Linked DNA regions of Gossypium arboreum: region 1 is linked to region 2. A link is a contact called in public Hi-C data. All regions are on one chromosome and are shown on one strand. Each heading gives the region's core, a stretch centred on a gene start, on an enhancer-like site or on the middle of the called end of the contact. The rest is flanking DNA. Distances are from core to core; before and after follow the strand shown. Region 1 holds the start of LOC108462828 (pheophytinase, chloroplastic). Region 2 holds the start of LOC108464299 (ankyrin repeat domain-containing protein 2A-like).

Region 1 (6,505 bases), core at 2,039-4,538, 250 kb after region 2:
TCGAGGTTGCAGTTGGTTAATGAGAATTATGTGATGATGTTTTTTTAATGTTTAATACTTGCGTTGTAATATCTTTTTCACCAAAAAAAAAGTAATAAGTGAAATTATATGTGAATAAAAGATAATAATAAGGTACTAAAATAAAATTTAATATTGAGACGCCATGTAAGTAATTAGTGAAGAGAAATTTCGTAATACTTTTGTTCTCACCTTGATTTAGTAAAGTGAAATGTTATAGAGACCATATTTGAGTGTTTAGAGCCTTGGTCAAGAAATGATAAATGAATGGACCTAACCCCCCTAAATGAGCAGCATAACGTGAAAGAATGACTAATTGATATAAGTAGATTCATCTGACTAATGGAACGAATGAATTTTAAAAATAATATATAAAATCATTTAGAGTTTCTATAAAAGATTATTATTTCTATCTTTCATACAATATATAAAATCATTTTAAACTATAATCCATCTATTATGAATTTTTCAAATGTCAAATGAAGAAATTCTAAAAGGCAAATAGTAAAGAAATTGACACTTATTTATAGGCTAAGCGTCAATGCAACATATACATGACATATCATTGCTATACATATATATATATATATATATATTCCTTGGATCAAAAATCTACTATACAAATGGCCACCAATTTCTAGCAATTACATCAATGGCTGCTCACAAAGCAGTAACTTGAGCCAACCAAGGAAGCAACTTTTGATGAACTAGGTCAGGTTTATCATCATGGGGGCAATGCCCTACACCTTCCAACATATAAAGGCTTACATTCGACGATTTCGAAGGTAAGGAAGAGAAGTACTTACCTACAGGCCCATCTATAGGGGTGAAAGGATCTTGATCACCCCATAAAACTAGGACAGGTAAGTTGATTCTCGGCATCAATTGCACAGGGTTTGGCCCTGGTGGACCGGTTATAATCGAGACAAAGGCATCGAGAGCACCTTCATCGTTCGCTGGTCCATTGATGATCTGCATTGTAAAAGAACATTATTATCAAGTTTAAATGGTTCGTGTTAATAAGGAACCGTAGGCGGTAACTCAAGGAGATTGATTGCTGTACCTCAACTAGTTCATCATCAACGGACTCTTTATTTCCATAAACAGATAACAAAATGTTTCTTAGATTATCTCTGCATTAAAGACAACTGGATGAGTAGCAATGAATATCAGTACAGGAAGATGGTTGAACCAAATAGAATACCTTTGCTTGGCGCGCTCAAAGACGGCCGTGGCGATTCGTCTTTGCTTCAATAAGAAATCAACCAACCAAAGCAAAGGTAAGAGGAGTTTGATCCTCCAATCATCAACAATTGCCTTGTTGTTCATCCCACCAGCACAATTCAACAGCACAATCCCTCGAACCAGGTTTTGACTAGATTCTTGTTCCACACAATATACATTAGAAATTTGTAAGTGGAAACACAATCAAACGCGAGATCAACATGGAATACATGATACGCACAAGAGATAATATTTAACATGCTCCAGTTCTGGTTGCCTACATCTAGGGATAAGAGAAAAACTCCACCATAAACATAAGGATTACAAAGAATTCAAAACACTCAATGGACAAACACTAAACCTGAGCCCCAAAAAGATGCCCAGTTTTCTATGTTCCCTAGGTTTAAGCACATGGAAACACATTATCCCATTAACCCGATATTTTACCAAGCTCTTCCTCACGACCCTACAAAGTCATTCCTATACAAAGATGCCACAGAAATTACCAAACTCTTCCTCACACCCAATAGACAAGCACTAAACTCGAGCCCAAAAACAAGCGCAGTTTTCTATGCTCCCTAGGTTTGAACACTTGGAATACACTTTACCCCATTAACCCAATATTTTACCAAATTCTTCCTCACACCCCTACAAAACTCATTTCCTATACAGAGACCCCATAGATATTACAAGAGATGATTCGGTTCCGGTTGCCTACATTGAGGGATGAGGGAAAAAAATTCCACTATAAACACAAGGATTACAACGGGTTCAAAACACGCAATACACAAATACTAATCCTGAGCCCCAAAACAAGCCCAGTTTTCTACGCTCTCTAGGTTTAAACACATGAAATACATTTTGCCCCATTAACCCAATATTTTACTAAACTCTTTCTCACAACCCTACAAAACTCATTTCCTATACAAATATGCCATAGAAATTACATCTATCTCATAATTCTGACCTAAGATCCTATTGCTTGATCATCAAGAAATCTTATTCTCTAAGATTTCTTACATGATATAAATATTTACGTATTAAATAAACTTAATTAGCAAGTAATCATTGATAACTAATTGCTAAGTAGAATTTGGTTCGGTATCTAGCAATATAATCATCAAAAAAAATTATATATGGATTTAAACTATGTGTTTTAACTACCTGAGGCAGCTATCACACAAGCAAGACTTCCCACAGAGTTTCCAATCAACACAGTAGGCTTCTGAACAACTTCATTCAAGAAATCTAGTATCAACTGTGAACAATAATATTGAGTTTAGAAGGATTAATTTTGATTAAAACAGTTAAACGCCATGTTTTTGTGAGCTTGGGGTGTAGTGAAATATACCTCAGCCCAAGCTTCCATGGAATATGAAAAACCTTGGGGCTTATCAGATGCACCAAAACCCAGAAGGTCAATAGCATAAACAGTGTAATCCTGAGCCAATGTGTCAATATTCCTACAACAATTGTTAACCCAGTTCAAATACTGCAATCATTTCAAAATAAATGAAAAGCAACGATATTTCCAGTTTGGGTACCTTCGCCAATGGGGAATGGAGGCACCAAATCCATGAACGAGAAGCAAAGGAGGGTTGGTAGAAGATGATGAGGAGACAAAGTAATTGATGGAGTACCGACCTTTCCATTGCCACTTACTGCATTTCTCCTTTATCTGACTCACCCCTAACACGCTGACACGAGACTCAGTGGATGGGTCAACATAGCAAGTGATGAAACTACGGTTACCAACACCATAGCCACGACCGAGAACGGGAAGCTTGTTATCGTAAAGGTGAGGGAAAGCAAGTCCTGGTTTCAGTCTGGGTTCTTTAGCCTTCGTCCGCGGCAGCGAATGCGGCGGTCGGAGAAAAGCCGCCGCCACAACATGAAGAACCGTGGCAGCCGCCATCTTTATTCCCACCACTCAACTGTTTGTTATTTTTGTTCCACTCAAATTTCATTCCTTTGCCATATGGGGGGAGTTGTGTGTGGTATTGGTTGCATTTGGACTTCGGATTGCTCCCACCTCTCACTATCTTCAACACTGTTTTAAATTTTACATAATTGATAAAAGCTAAAATATTTAGATTTTTTTTTCGAAAACAATTATTCTATTAAATTTTAGTAATTTGTAAAAAAAAAATTATGGACTTTTATACAATGAAAGCTTACATTAAATTACTTTTATTTTCTAAAATATATGTACATATTCATACATTAAACAAAAATAACCATATATATAAGAAGTTTAGTGCCCATTGAATTTTAATTTAATTAATATTAATATTGTTATATTGGTACGAATGTATTAAATTATTAAAATATTAATGAAAGAAAAATTATGAGATGACATAAAACTATGTTAATTTTACATGCCCTCCTTTATACCAAAATTTATTAAACTTTTCCATTCAATATTTTAATATACCAAAATTTCTAAACTTATACTAAAATTATTTGCAATTTATCAAAATTTCTAAAGCATTTCCTAAATGTCACAAACTCAACCCATTCAATATTTTTGTAAACCAAAATTTTAAGGGTTTTCTTTAGAATTTTCTACATACCTAATTTACAATTTTAAAGGTTTATGAAAATTTTAAAATTAAACCAAAATTTCTAAAAGTTTATCAAAATTCCTAAATATTTATCAAAATATCTAACGTTATACAAAAATTTTAAGATAATAAAAATTGTTAAAATTTTTCTTTTAAAATTTTAAACTTGATCCATTCATACCATAATTTTAAAGTTTATATCAAAACTCCTTACAATCTAAAAAAAAATCTATACCATACCAACATTTTAAGAGTTTACTAAAATTTCTAAAGTTATTTCTAAGAGTTCCAAACTCGACCCATTGAATATTTTAATACACCATAATTTCTAAAGTTATACCAAAATTTCTATGATTTTTCCTAAGAATTTTCTATATACCAAAACTTAATTGTACTTACCAAAAATTTTAAAGCTATATCATTTCTAATGGTTTTTAAAAAATTTAAGGCTTTACCAAAATTTCTTGTATAGAAAAGTTTTAAGGATTTAGGTTATAGTAACATTATCAAGGGTTTATCAAAATTTCTAAAGTTTTTCCTTACTTATCAAACTCGATTCATTCAACATTTTGGTGTACCAAAATTTATAAAGTTAACTTTTCATAGGATTTACCAAATTGTTTCCTCAACCCATGCACCAGTCTTGATATACTTAAACCTAAATTTCTAAATACTTATCAAAATATTTAAAGTTATAGCTAAATTTTTAAGGATGTATCAAAATTTTAAAGTTATATCAAAATTTCTTAAACTTTTACTTAGGGTCTCAGACTTGACCCATTTAACATTTTAATATACCAAAATTTTAAAATTATATCAAAATATCTAAATTTATTAAAATTTTTAAGGATATACTAAATGGTTTACCAAAATTTCTAAAAGTTTACTAGAATTTCTAAAGTTTTTCCTAAGGGTCTTAGATTCGATCCATTCAACATTTTAGTATATCAAAATTTCTAATTTATACTAAAATTTCAAAAGTTCACCAAAATTTCTATGCATTTTCCATAGAATTTCTTCTATGCCAAAATTTGATTTTTTTATAAAAATTTTCAAGGATTTACCAATTTTTTAAGATTTACTAATATCTTTAAGATTATACCAAAATTTCAAAAGCTTTTCCTTGAAACTTTTGTGTACCAAAATTTATAAGGTCACACCAAAATATCTAAAACTATACCAAAATTTTTAAGAATTTCCTAAAATTTTTAAGGTTATATAAAAATTTCTAAATTAGGGTCCTAACCTTGATCCATTCAACATTTTAGTATACCAAAATTTTAAATTTATACAAAAATTTCTTAGGACTTACCAAAATTTCTAAGAATAGCATTTCCATAGGATTTATCACAATTTTTCCTCAACCCACGCAGCTGTCTTTGTATAAGTTATACCAAATTTCTTAAGGCTTTACCAAATATTTTAAGGTATATTTTAAACTTTTCCTTAGAGTCAGATTTACCCATTCAACATTTGGGTATATCAAAATTGTTAACGTTATACGAAAATTTCTTGAAACTTGATCCATTCAACATTTGGTATATCATATTTTTAATATTATATCAAAATTTTTAAGAATTTACTGAAAATTTGAAAGATTTATCAAATTTTACAAGGGTTTGCCAAAATATTTTAGATTATGCCAAAATTTTAAAAAGTAAACTTTAAGAGTTTGTTTGGATAAAGAATCTTAAAATTTTGAGATTTTTAAAATACATTTTAAAATTCATCAATTCAAAATGTTAAGATTTGCAATTTTTTTTGTTTGGATAAATAATTTATTTAGAAAAGATTAGGTTAATGAAATTTTACAAATTAGAAAATAATTATATTAAAAACAAATAATATAAAAAATATTCAATTTGAATATCATTATATTTGTAAGCATTTATAAATAGTTTTAATAAAATAAAATTTAAAGTATATACTATAATTAAATAAAATAAATTTTGAAGTTTAAGTTTTCATCTTATAGCGAAATTATGTGTAATTAATCAAATAAAATTATGAAGAATTTTGAAAACCACCTTTTAGATGAAATTTAAAATGAATTTGAACAATTAAATTCTCTATTGAAATTTACTCATAAGTTTTGAAATTCTCTAATATATTTACTCAAAAAGTAAATTTATTTTTAGACATTTGAAAACCTGGATACAAATTAAATCTCTCTTATAAATTTCTCACCCAAACAAATCATAAAAAATTGACATTAAATTGGTAAAAGTTTTCCTAAGTTTTAAACTCGTTCTTCACATTTTTGGAGCCCTAATTAGCGTAACAATAAATTGAATTTCTTTTTAAAAACAATTATAAAATTTAAATATAATAAAAGCTAAAAAAATTTAGAGGTTTAAGAGATGAAGTATTTATGGTGAAAAATTGAAAACATTAATCATTTAATAAATTTATTTTAATTTGAATTTTCTTTTTTTTATTCTAAAAGTTGAAAATTTTTAGAGCCCTTCCAATTTTGTGCCCTAGGCGGCTCTGCAAAGCTTACTAAATTAATTTTAGTAAAGCTTTGAAATAAAGTTACAAATAAAAAAGAAAAGCGAAGAATTCTATTCGTTTGTCGTTTGTTTTAAAAATTTTAGTCTTTTCTTTTCAAAGGTAAACATAAAGAATTTGAGCTAAAATTTAAAACAAATTTGGGTTTAATACATCAAAATTAAAGAACGATCCCAAACTTTAGCTAC
Region 2 (6,533 bases), core at 2,155-4,654:
GCTGCAGTCAATATGAAAGAAAATGTAGTTATGCACTCATAAGAGGTCAGGTTGGTATCGATGTTAAACCAAGTCACTTTGTTACTTACACAGCAGCACCATTCTCGAGTAGAAGGGCCACACAGTCTTTCCTTCCATAGCCAGCTGCATAATGGAGGGCAGTGTTCTTATTCTTGTCCAGAGCATCCACTTTTGCCCCAGCTTCAAGAAGGATTTGAGTGCATTTCACCTGAAATAAAACCAAAAATCCTAACCTAAAGCTTGCCAAAGAAACCAATAATTTAATCTCAGACAAACTCATGTGAACTGCTAGATTATATCTTTTCTTTTCTTTTTACGTTATTCACTTCATTGTCCTGATTTGGTAGAACCAATGTCTCTCAGAAGAAATAAACCTATCATTTATTAAAGGAAATGTCATAAACACGCCCACTACATGGCATTACTGTTAAAACAAGAAACAAGCATTGCTTAGTAGCCAACAGATTCCATGATACACTTAGATCAGATAATAATAACAAAGCCTGATTTTTTTGTGTCTGGATATGTACTAGCAATATAAACGTTTTCCCCGTTGCAAAGATCCCAAGATGAGACACTACAAATAAAAGGATGTTTTAATACAAGTCCTACTACATCCCAAACTGCTATGGCAGTCTGTTATCAGGTTCAATATTTGTGCGTCCTAAAACTTACACTCAACCAGGCTATTAAGAGGCCCTTAGTGCATTAACAACTGTGGTGGTGTTGGACATTTGTAGACAGTTATAGATTAAAACTAAATGACTTTCCACACCAACTTTTTCCTTGTAAGATGAAACTAATTCATTTGTCAGATAATGCAACTGCATAGAGAGGAAGAGAGAGGACTGATTCAGATTTAAAATTGTTTATTACCTCGCCATACCCACATGCAAAATGTAATGCTGTCCTTCCCTCTGAATCTTCTTCATCCTTGTCAGCACCAGAGGATAGTGCAGTTTTCAGACCCTAAAACCGTGAAAACAGTCAAGATTATCTGTCAAAGGGGAAGAACACATGTACGAAACAATCATTCTGCCATACCTCAACATCACCAACACTAGCACAATGATGTACAATTGACTCATCCTCATTTCCTGCTTCATCCTCTTCATCTGCCGCGGAATTACCAGCAGAAGTGGCTGCATCTCCTGTAACTGCAAGACCCATTGCTTCACCCAACTTCTGCAGGACGTCTTTATCATTCCAATACCTGGACGATAAAACCTTTCTCGATTAATTTACTGAAGAAATAATAGAATGTATAATCTAAAGAAGAAAATGTTATGCCCCAACAAGCTTTTATCGCTGACCTCATCATTGCTGCGGGACCACCACTTTCTATTTCTTCCAAAATAGGCTTCAAAGATGGATCTTCTTTAATACGTGCCATCCTTTCCTCAATCTGGTCCTTTTGTTGAGGATTAGCCAAACTGTCAAGCATGGTAGACATAGCTGGATCCTGAAGAAAGACAAAACTAAAATTTCATCTACCAGAAGTGATGCATGTAATGTAATATAAGAAAATAGGACCACAGGAATCATGAATCCACTGAAAGTAGCTACTGGGCCCAGATATACCTGCATTAATGCATTACCAAGGCGCTCAGCCATGGTCATAAACTGGGGATTCTGCATAACCTGTTGCATAGTAGAATAATACTGCTGTGGATCAAACTGCGGCGTGGTCTCTTCAGCTGCTGCCCCTTGAAACGTTTTAGTGAGCTGCTCTGCCATTTGATTAAATGAAGGATCTTTGGCTATCTGCTCAGCTAGTTCCTTGATGCTTGGATCCTAACAAACCAAGATGGTTAACTTCCATAAGATATAAATTTGACTGTCAATTCTCAGCAATTACATTCACCGCTGAAACAGTCAATTAAAGAGACTAACCAAAAGTCTTAAATGTTCTACTACCAGTGTTGTCAAGGGCACAAGGCATGAAAAAACTAGCCAAATAAACCACAATATGTACTTTCTGAGTTCTTGTATGTGTGCACATATATACATATATATGTATGTAGTTTAAGATATGTAATAAACTCTAAAATGCAATCCAGTTTATCTACAGACATGCAATTTTTTTTCTATTGGTCGATATGCATGATTTACTTATGGTCCATGTCTGCCATTGAATACTCAAATATAGGAAAATACAGATTTTGATACTATCCATTTCTTACTAATAAAGGTATATCTAATGGAAAAAGTGAAAAAATAAAGCATGCTTTTTTATGCCTATCGCCTGACAAATAAAGCACGCCTAGACACACCAGGCATGCGCCTAATTGAATAGGCCTCGCCTGCAAGTTTCTAAGGCGCTTTTGTAGTCTAGTGCTAAGGTAAAAACCCGCCTTGAGAACACTGCAGGTAGCAAAAGATGAGCTATGACAATCAAAAGATGACCGAATCAGTAAGTTCACATGTTCCAAACAATAATCAAAATAAAAAGGCAAGAAGCTTACATTAAGAAGGCCACTCATGGCTGAGAAATCAAATGGATTGGGTGGGGCAAACCCAGGACCAGGCATAGCGTTGGGAGGGAAGGCCCCTGCTTGTGCTGGCTGTGAACCCCCAGTTGAAGGCTCAGGTGTTGAAGTTTTCTTCTCAGTGGTGGATGTTTCAGGCTTTGAACTTTTGCTCTCCGTTTTCAAAGCCGATTTCTCATCTAACAAATACAGGAGAAAAAAACATAAATAATAATCAATTTATCAATTCACTAACTTCAAAACCAAGCCCGTATCTGGATTCATCCACATTAACCCCAACCAAATTGAAATTACTCAAATCCTAACACAATTGCTATAACCCAACATAGGATCTCAAAAATCAGATCAATTCAAGACCTAAACTAAGTAATAAAAAATGAATAAGCACAAACTGCTTAAAACAGTAAATTCATTCAAGCGACGATTGAGAAATTAAGCATAAGGAGCTCAGGTAGATCTCAGAAACAAATTCCAAATACCGGTAAAGAAAAGGAATCTGAGATTATGCTTACCAGCAGTAGCGGGCTTCTTCGAATTGGAAGCCATGGTTGAAATGACTGAAAAAAAAAATTAGAAACGAGAATTTAAAATAAAAAATATTAATGGGAAATTAGATTGGAAATTCGATGAAAGTGGCCATTTTTTCCCTAAATTCGAAATGAAAAAGATAAATAGAAAATCGAGGAAAACCCTTTTCTTTTCTTTGTTTTCTGAGATAAAGTAAGGCACAGTAGCAGTACGGGGAACCTAAGGACCAAAGAGGCTTAATTTATATAGCCAAACTCTAATAATAACTAAAGCAAAAATTAGACCTAAGTGGCAATGCTTCGGTTCGGATTATAGCTGGTCATGGACACCTGGTCAAGTCCCAACATGAAAAGATCTCGATAAAAATATAAAAAGTGGATTTAGGTAAAATTTAAATTCCGTTTTTTTATATTAGAGTATTGTATAAGATTTTTTTGATCTTGTGATATATTATGTTATGAAAATATATATTAATTAAATAAGTTAAATAATAATTATATATTTATATTAGATTTATATTAAATTATTAATTTAATAACAATTAAATTAATTACGCAGAACCTAAAAAAATTACCCAACTAAATAATATAACCCAAAATATATAATTTAAAAATTATATTTAATACAATAAAATATTTATTATATTTATGGTAGTGTTTTTTAATGTAAATATGTTTTAATGTATTTTAAATGTGTTAGAAAACTTTTATTTTAACTTTTTTGTACATTTAATGTATTATATTTTTAAAAAATAGTTTTAAATAAAAGCTAATTTTAGAGAAATCAAATATGGAAGGGTCGGAAGCGGGTTCGCCTGAGTTTGCCTTTATTAAATTGAGTCGAACTTGAACAAAAAACAAACCCATATTTTAGGTCGAGTCTAGACTTCAAAAATTTATCTAGATACGTTACATGGGCCTAACCCGACTTATGAGTACCTTTAGCTTAAATCTATTTTAAAATGATTATAAATAATTTAAGTAATAAAATTGAGATTTATTTTAAAACATGAATTTTTTTTGAAATATAAATATATATAATTATTACATAAGTATATGTAAAATGAAGTTCGACAATCACTTACAATTTCTTTAATGTATATATATATATATTAATGTACATGAAAATAATTCTTTAATTAGTATAGTTGTTACCTCATGTTTCGTGTTGCGTTAATTATTTATTTGTATCAAATTTTAGAGTAAATTTAAAGGTTAAAATATGCTCTAAATTCTCTATACACTTCGTACATTAATTTGAAATTTAGTCTCCGTACTTTTATAATCCTCTATTTTTTGAATTTAAAAATTTAGGTCTAGTTGTTACCATTGTTGAAATTCTTCTATTATATTATCGATGTAACATTTTGAAATTAAAAAATCACTTGATAGTCATATAAAAATAACGTTGAAAATACTTATTAGAATTTTTTTCTTGAAAGCTCTTGTTCGAATCATCATGATAGAAATTTGTTTTACTATTGGAATTATACTATTTAAAAAAATGGTGTTCAGATTTTAAATGAAATAGTTAACAATATAAACTATTTGGACTAGCTAATTACATTATGAAAGTAGACGTATTAAATTATGTCAAAAATTAAAGTATATAAATTAAATCTTAAATTTCAGCATAATTTAGAGACCAAAATTGAAATTTGACCATTATCTTATGATGTAAAAAAGAACGACACGAACCTATAAAAATAGGAAACTACATTTCAATCTCTATTCTCTAAGATTCAATATTGAAATTATATATTACCATGTAATGTTTTAATCAAAAAATTAATAATATTAGCTATTTGGATTAATTAATAATATTATAAAAATATATGGACCAAATGATATTAAAAATTAAAGTATATGGAATAAATCTCAAATTTAAATATATCGAGAGACCAAATTAAAAATTAACCATTTTAGTAAATAATAATAATAATAATAATAATAATAATAAAAAAGAGAACATGGTTTGATGCGCCACATGTAAGAAGGAAGAAACCTTCTTTTTACATATAAGTATTAATTATTTAGATTAATTAATAACATTATAAAATGTAAGAATTGATTTAAATTAAAAATTAAAATATAGAGATCAAATATCAAATTTAAATATATTAAAGAGACCAAAACTAAAATTTAACCATTTTAGTCAAATGAAAAAAAAAGAAAGGCAAAATTATAACCTAAAAAATAGAGAGCATAACTATAATTTAACTATTCTTAACATAATATAAAAAATCATGAATGATTGGGCACGTGTCAAAACGTGAAGGTTCTTTTATATATAGGTATCTATATATATATATATATATATATATATATATACATATATTATAGCTAAGTTTTTAACATGAAAATTTTCAATTTTAGACCACTTCTCTTATTGAAAAGTGGCATTATTGGTGATTTGACACATAAGCTCAACGGACCCACATAATTTTTACTGCCTTCACTTATTGTTGTAGGCCAATTTTAGCTCATTTACATCAAAATCCAATTTAGCCTTACCTAACCCACTAAAATTAAACCCAAAACCCAAAATCTTAACTATCCAAAACCCAATTTACATCAAAACCCCAATGGCCCAAACCCTAAGCCCAAATCAAAATAAAAAAACCTAGCCCATAACTTAAACTTTTCTCAACTACTCACTCCTTTTCCACCACCAACTCCACTAGCCACACCTTTTCCACCACCAATTTCACTAGCCATTCTTTTTCCACCACCAACTCCACTAGCCACACCTTCTCCACCACCACTTGTACCTATAAATGAAGACATAAACAATAAAAAAATATTTTGTAAATGGCTATATAAGCCTTCTCATATTTTGTATATCGGGGGATTTTTTTTTGGAGAGTTTTTGGGAGAGAAAGTTATTGTAAAGGATTTTTGGAGAGGTTTCTTTTTAAAGTAATCAAGGAGAAGAGTTATTGTGAGGGCTAGTTTTTGGAGAAGCTAGTTTTTTTTTGGAGATTAATCAAAGATCAAAGCAAAAGAGGTTTCTTTGTCTATTCTCATTTTAAGTTCTTTGTTTTCTTATTTTTTCCTTTCAATCTTATTTTGTTTCTTTTATACTAAAGTAAAAAATAAAAGGAGGAAGCTTATCTATTTTTATCGAAAAAGTTTTTTTGAGGTCCCATTGCAGTGTCTTGATGGCGCCGTGGGGTCCCATGACAGGACAATGGCGGCATTGTGGCGTAAAAATCACCCACCCTCTCCTCTCTCTTTTTTGTTATTATTATATTTCTTAATATTATATTATATATATTCTTTTAATACATTAGGTATATTTTAAATTCTATATTACGTATATATATATATTTTATACTATTTTATTTATATATCTTTAATATTATATTATTTATATATATTTTTTTCTACATGTTATCTTATGTATATATCTTAACTATATTATGTATGTATTTTTAACACTATATTATGTACATATTTTAATATTATCACGTATTTATTTTTATATATGTACATA

What was found. A called contact is a pair of places that touch in the nucleus more often than the background predicts.
Region 1: a contact with region 2 is called in a Hi-C map of leaf, with 4 times the contacts expected there. The contact joins the promoter of LOC108462828 here to the promoter of LOC108464299 in region 2. A contact is called at or near these places in 3 of 5 Hi-C or Micro-C datasets (all in leaf).

Annotation. Positions count from the first base shown.
Region 1 is chr13:10,049,481-10,055,985 of ASM2569848v2, forward strand. It overlaps LOC108462828 (pheophytinase, chloroplastic), which reads right to left and starts at 3,289. Exons shown (of 6, transcript XM_017762726.2): 1 at 2,787-3,289; 2 at 2,594-2,705; 3 at 2,407-2,500; 4 at 1,223-1,400; 5 at 1,082-1,151; 6 at 452-990. The coding sequence starts at 3,157. The coding sequence ends at 679.
Region 2 is chr13:9,796,890-9,803,422 of ASM2569848v2, forward strand. It overlaps LOC108464299 (ankyrin repeat domain-containing protein 2A-like), which reads right to left and starts at 3,405. Exons shown (of 9, transcript XM_053024199.1): 1 at 3,323-3,405; 2 at 3,023-3,067; 3 at 2,487-2,689; 4 at 1,603-1,815; 5 at 1,335-1,483; 6 at 1,066-1,234; 7 at 898-990; 8 at 90-229; 9 at 1. The coding sequence starts at 3,056.